Regions from separate parts of the Astyanax mexicanus genome. Here region 1 is linked to region 2. The links are chromatin contacts, called in public Hi-C maps. All regions are on one chromosome and are shown on one strand. The core of a region is the stretch at or near the end of the contact, and the rest is flanking DNA. Distances in the headings are between cores, read along the strand shown. Region 1 holds the start of arhgef12b (Rho guanine nucleotide exchange factor (GEF) 12b). Region 2 overlaps arhgef12b (Rho guanine nucleotide exchange factor (GEF) 12b).

The links. Hi-C and Micro-C count contacts between places; a contact is called where the count stands out from the background.
Region 1: a Hi-C map of muscle shows a contact between it and region 2, with 7 times the contacts expected there. The contact joins the promoter of arhgef12b here to the enhancer-like site in region 2. A contact is called at or near these places in 3 of 3 Hi-C or Micro-C datasets (blood and muscle).

The regions. Positions count from the first base shown.
Region 1 is chr1:27,482,260-27,486,002 of AstMex3_surface, forward strand. It overlaps arhgef12b (Rho guanine nucleotide exchange factor (GEF) 12b), which reads right to left and starts at 1,933. Exons shown (of 41, transcript XM_049475620.1): 1 at 144-1,933. The coding sequence starts at 175. tlcd5b (TLC domain containing 5b) reads right to left here. Exons shown (of 4, transcript XM_007245268.4): 4 at 2,698-3,743.
Region 2 is chr1:27,417,788-27,421,038 of AstMex3_surface, forward strand. It overlaps arhgef12b (Rho guanine nucleotide exchange factor (GEF) 12b), which reads right to left. Exons shown (of 41, transcript XM_049475620.1): 14 at 2,477-2,587; 15 at 83-181. Among protein-coding and RNA genes, the nearest start is that of LOC125799286, 5.2 kb to the left of the region's middle. Within about 2 kb of position 1,979, the one cell type or tissue checked has an H3K27ac peak away from gene starts, as active enhancers do.

The DNA of each region.
Region 1 (3,743 bases), core at 683-3,182, 64 kb after region 2:
CCAAGAAAGAGAAGGTGTCAGGTCCAACACTAGGCTGCCACAGAAGCAAGTCGTGATAGAGACCAACCAAATATAAACACAAGCAAAAGCAAATGAACAGAAAGGCCTTTAAAAGCGTACTGGAAGACACTGGAGACATTTACCTGTCAACTATCGTGGACTGTGAGCCGCTCATTGGGCTTCTGTGTCTTGGGTTTCTTCCGCTCTTATCCAACTAGCATTTTACCGAAGTAAAACACACTTGGGTCCGGAGAAAACTGAGATGTTTGATGGGAAGTACAATCCAGCCAGTGCGTGAGCGTACGTTTGGGGGAAACGTGGAAAGAAAAAGTATCCAGCTAGTTTGTCAGGCGTTCTTTGCTTTAGTAGTAGCAGTATGTCATTAGATGTTTCCCATTGAACACGGAGATAGAAACAAGTTGTGGGCATTCATTCAGTAGTCCTCACACTATGGAGAAGAAAGAGCAGCTGCCCAGCCTAGTCATGCAAACATGTGCCTGTTCGTGTCTGTTAGTCGCCTTAATAATGTTAAAGGCGTGCTGTAAATGTGGCGCATAGTTTGGTCTTGCTTTGCCGTTTCCCTTCAAGACGAGTGTGGCACCACTTTGGGTTAGCTGGCTAGCCTAGCAAGGCAAGCTAACCTAGCTCACAACTTCCAGGACAGAAACAGGACAGGGCAGACAGGCTTCTCCTAACCCTGGCTAACCACTGTAGCCTCTGAAGACACTACAAAAAACTAGACCTGGCAAAGTATTTTTCTGTCAAATTTGGGTCTCTTTCTGTCTGAATATATTCCTGAACGTTAGTAACTAGTGTTAACTAACGAACTATTTAACCTCACAGCCTTTCTAGCCGCGACCCTCCTCTAAACTGAGAATTCCCACACTGAGCCACAATGCCTATCTATCTGTGACTCCACTGGGTGAACTAATAACAACACGTTTGCTTTCTCGTGTTGAAGCCACTGCTTCGCGGCTGTGTCTGTGCAAAAATATACAGCTATGGCACTAATCTATCGCTCCACTTCGTTCTGAGTGAACTAGCTATACTCAAAACAATAATTTGGCGAATGTGTCGAATTTGTCAGGCCCCTCGCTCTCTCTCTTTCTCTGTCGCTTAAACGGCATGGGACTTCCCCCCTCTCTCAGAAAGAATGTGTTGAGCTAATTCTTCTCCTCTCTCCTTTGTAACCTAGCTGTTAAAACTGCAAAACTACCACAACAACTGCTTCAAAACATCCAGCAAATCGAAAGTTCCAGCTAACGTTACATTGTAAGTTTAATTTTTTCCACAGAATTCCCAAATTCCTCACTTTGCCTGTTTAACTAGTTATTTTTTCCACAGCAAGGAAAAAAAGAACTGGAACTGAGTGGAAAAAAAACTTTAGCTATGCTAGTTAGTTAACTAGTTAACTAACGTTACAACCCCCTGGATGTCAACTAGAGCTCGAGCTCTGCTCGGAACGACTTCGCTCCTGACTAACGGTCGCGTTAGCTAAAATAACGACATGTTTATTTAAAAAGCCCAAAACCCGTCCGACACATATCTGACCAAAAATACTCCGTCCCCCCTCTCTTTAGTAGGTTATCTATCTTCACGCGGCTGTAAACTCCCTCTGTAGTCATTTGGTCAGTTAGTTTGTTAGTTAGTTTAGCTGGTCAGGTCCTTCCCCTCCTTGTCTCCATGTTTTTCGAAATTCACTAGTTTTCCCCTCGCCTTCCTCTTCTTTTTCGCCCCAAAAAACACGCTGCTCGACAGTCCCGGCGGCTCAATACCCCACAGGAGACGTGTTCCGCGTACGCTGACACGAATGTCAAATTTCAGCAGGAGTCAAATAAAAAAGCGACGAGGAAAAACCTGTAAAATCCACATAATTCCTGACTTTCGGCAAAATTTACATCCACCGGATTCCTGCGCTCTGGAAGCAGTTCACTCCCTTTTGGGGTGTATCCTTCCGCAGTAGGCGCTATCGCCGCCCATGTACTGCGGCTGTTACTGGCCATTCACTCATATCTAGAGCTGGCAGACAGTCACTCACAGACAGACAGACAGACAGACCGTAGTAGTATACGCTACGTATAACTAAGTGTGAAGGAATGAATGTAACGTTATATTTCAATAGATTAATGCACGTTTTAGCCCACTTCTGTTTATTTCTTGTTTATTAACGTAAGTAGCGGTAACTAAACTGTAGTTTTGTAGTTTTAAATAAAGTTCCTACATTACTTAAACAATTATATAATATACAGCTCTGGAAAAAAAATAAGAGGCCACTTCAGTTTCTTTGATTTTGCTATTTATAGGTATATGTTTGAGTAAAATGAACATTGTTATTTTATTCATTTTAATAAAGTTTTAGGAATTCAGAAATCAATATTTGGTGTAATAACCCTGTTTTTTAAATTACAGTTTTTTATGCATCTTGGCATGTTCTCCTCCACCAGTCTTACACATTGTTTTTGGATAACTTCATGACACTACTGGTGCAAAAATTCAAGCAGTTCAGCTTGGTTTGGTGGCTTGTGATCATCCATCTTCCTCTTGATTATATTTCAGAGGTCTTAAATTAGGTAAAATCAAAGAAACTCTTTATTTTTAAGTGGTCTCTTATTTTTTTCAGAGCTGTATTTATGTGCAGACGTATATGATAATGACACTTTTATTGTATTGAATTTTTATGTATTTAAGGCACTGGCACCTCCTGCAAAAACTTTATTAGTGTTTTTGAAGAGACGTATACAGAGAACAATCACGCCATCTGGTGGTTCCCACTGAAAAAGACAATATAAGAACTCAACTCACCGACCACTCCACTTCTACTCACTGGCCACTCACTATTGCTGTCTGAACAAAACAAATGCTGACTTGATGCCTTGCTGTCCACACTGACTCACTTTAAATGCAGTGTAATAATGAAGGTCTCTGTGTCTAAATCAAACCAAAAAAAATGAAACACTATATTCTGATGATTTCAAGATATCAACTGCTTACTGCTCATACTACATATGAGTGCTTAGCTGTGTGATCATTAGCTATTATCATTTTCACCCAATAAAACATTGATTCAGACAAGACTGGTTTGCTTTCTGCCTCAGAATCCTGCCTAAGTAGGCAGCATTTCTTACATTTCAGACACAGACTATACAGTATATGCGCTCTAGAATATAGGTAACACTATATTATATCAGCCCCCCTCCACCTTATTCAGCACTGGTCAATCTCTAACCACAGGACTACTGTCGAACAGATATAATTTAGGTTCACCACCAAGCTAAGAGCACTGTGGTCAGAAAAAGCATCATATCAGCATTTTTTATGGCCTTTTCATAAGCAGTTATAGCAAAAATGTTCATAAAGCATCAACTAAACAGCAAGCAAAAAATAGAAATTACATCAGTGTATCACTGGACACTCTAAATCACTACATTTACAGTTAAAAAATGAAAAATTACTTTGATAGGCAACTTCTTGGCTGCTTTACAATCCCTTTCAAAACCAGCCACAGACAACATGACACAAAAAAATATAAAATGAAGCATGTAAAACAACTGGCAACATTGAGGGCTTAGGCTAAATCACAAGTATAATAATTCACAAGTCATTTTATCTTATAAACATCAGATTGTAGCAAATAATCCATTATTCAGTTATTAAAAAGTGTAAAGAAATGGATTTCAGTATTATGGCCATTGTGGAATTATGAATATGTGAAAGTAGATCGTTCAGTAGGCCTGACATTAATA
Region 2 (3,251 bases), core at 729-3,228:
AACAAAAAAATGACTAGTCAAGGGCTCAATACTTCTGATGTGCAGCATATGATGGTATGCATCATGTGTGTGTTAGGCTCACCGCTGTTCTGTCCATGAAAGCGGTGTGGATTTCTGTGAACAACCGCCGTGTGTCTTTGGAGTTGCTCTGCTTGTAGAGCTCGGCGTAGAGGTAGCAAAGCTGTAGAAAGGGAACACGAACAGACAAGACACTTTAATGTAAGACTTACCATAGCTCCACACAACACCAGGTCATAATACATACAATCCAGATAAGGCTGTATAACATGCAACCCAGTTATGAGTATTTTAGGGGTGTTATGCAAAAATACAGATGTCCGAGTTAATCTTGGATTTGATTTACTTTGTCCAAAATCAAAATTAGGTTTGAGTGGCTTAAAATAAGAATGAAATCAATCAAATATTATTTAACAATGAATGATTTAAGGGGTCATTTAAGCGATGCCATTGAACACCAAGTTTTGGCTTCATAAAGAACCATGTTCATGAAAGATGTGAGTTTAAAAAACTTTTTAAATAGTCTATTCAGTATTTATAGGCAAGGAGGGTGTTCTGATGTGACAAGTCACACATGGTATCAAAAAGCATGGGCTTCCTTTGTAACCATACCTTTTAAACATTCATTTTAATATAAGATATAAATATATATATATATATATACATAAATATATATATATATATATATATAAATATATATATATATATATATATATATATATATATATATGATTCTAAGATAGCCAGACAAGCTTATCCAGAGCACTGATTTCCCCAAATCAAACTGACATGCAAATATTACACTATGGAGTGTGCCAGTGTAGGCATAGTGATGTCAAGTTTACAAAATAAGTAATTATCTTTTTTTGTCATTTTACCAATGTCTGAATGTTTAATGTATTTTTCGGCTGATTAATGCATTTAGCTACTTCAGGTTGTAGCAACTGCTGTAACAGATGTTTAAAAACATGCATACACAGCTTGTCTATGCCCTGTAGAGAAGTACTGTCAATCAAATAGTGCCGGTTTTAGCAAATAAACATGACCCTAATGCCAGACATGGGCTATAGATGTATTAAGCCCCCTGGTTTTGAGCTCAGGAGCACTAGAATTGTGTTCTCTCTAACGATGGAATGATGGCGCTGCATCCAACAATTGCAGGATGTATTGGGGAGTTTGGGATGAGATGGGATGGTAATCACTCAACCTTGTGAATGCTTTTGTCGCTGAATGCAATCAGATTCTCACAGCTATGCTTTAAAATCTAGAAAAAAAGCCTTCCCTGGGCAGTAGAGACAGTTAAATCAACAGTACCCTTGATTTTGGAAGAAACAACTAATAGGCATGTTTTGCAATGAACAAGTCCCTTAAAGTGTTATTTTATAGTTGTACTATACAACATAACACTGTTTTCTATATATTCTGACTTATAAAGCTTATTGGTCTGATGCATAGAACCTCCAACCCTGTGATCGATATTTCAGTGTTCTATTCACTGACTCCGGTGGCACTGACCCCATGATATAGCAACAAGATGCAACATAAACAACTGATTAAAATTTCTGAATTGCCCAGTTCTGTCAACTATACATGCACTTTGACTAGACCAGACTGAGTGTGGTAAATTGCTCTTATTCCTCAGAGGAGAAGACAAAAGGAAGACACAAGGAAAATAAAAGACACCATGGGAATGCAGAGCAATGCTTCAATATGACCTTACACTCTCCCTGCAATAACTGCACATACAATGATTTCACTGAAAATGCATGGATGTTGCTAACCCATTTCACTAAAGCCAGCAGCAAAGGCAATTTCAGAGAGACTAGCCCGAGGTTCATTCGATTTAGAGGCTCAAAAGGAGGGCGAGATTACACCTCAAGCACCATGACTAAATCTCATGGGGCAGTCAAGAGTTTAGACACAGTATGGGGTCAGCGTGTCCCTTTCATGAACTGATAAATAAGGGGCTGCTGGTCCACCGGGGCAGCCAAGTATACATTAGAAATAGAGAGGGTCTTGACCTTATACAGCAGCTTCTTTAAGAACCATGACAGTATCATACAGAGACCTCTATTAAACATATATACAATTTTTTATTTATTCAATGCAATATAAACTATGCAATGACTATTTATTTTGAACATTAAATGTTGTTTGTTACAAAAAAGCAGGCATTCAAACAGGAAAAAAACTGAATGCCTACCTCATTAAGATGTATTGATTATATAGATTTTTTTGACTATCAAATCCTAGTAAGACATTTGACCCTCAATAATGAGGTAAGTTTCAATTTATTTTTAAAATCTACTGACTGACTCAACTGATCACACTATTCACAAATTCTGTATTATCTGTTTCAATTATATAATGCAAGATTATGCAACAGTCAACATGGACAACTGGCCATTCATCAAAACCAACAGTGAAAGGAGATATCTGGAGGGTTGGTGAGTCATACCAGTGGTGCAGGGTCAAACTGAGAGACCACATGATGCAGGAAGGCTGCGAGGTGAGCAGGCCGAGACTTTAACAGCTCTATGGTCTGAAAACAGCTACATTGGCCATTCATCTGAGAAGCAAAATAGAGAGAAAACATTAGCAATTAAGCACAGTAAGAAAATTAGTACAAGTCACCTTACTTAAGCCCTGTAATCATTATGGTCGACTCTGTTTTTTTGCAGTTGATTAATCAATACACATTATATTGCATGCACTGTGCATGCCTAAATTTCCTTTGGGATAAATAAAGTATCTATCTATCTGTCTGTCTGTCTATCATATTAGAATTATACTGTCACACACAAACATTGTATCTTATAAATGGCAATTTGGCAGAAATGAAAAAAAAAAAAAAACTTAAAATGTTCAATGAAAGTCAAAAGATAAAATATTTGATGCAAACAGGGTTCCCACTTTTGTTAGAAAAACATTTTACAGGACATGTCCAGGACGTACATATATGACAGCATACAAATACATACAAATCAGCTTATTAAAAGAAATTCTTTATAAATTGTTTTTACTGTGTATCTTTTACTGTGTATCAGTGGCTAAAATATACAATATATTAAATATTAGATATAGGAATCTTGACAAACTTTAAATATGTATAAAAAAGTTTAAAAAAACAAAACAATATATTATACAATATTTTAAGTATGACATAATTATGTAGCACATGTACATTTTTAGATTTATTTAAACTTTGTGTGCTTTTGTATGTGTATATGTTC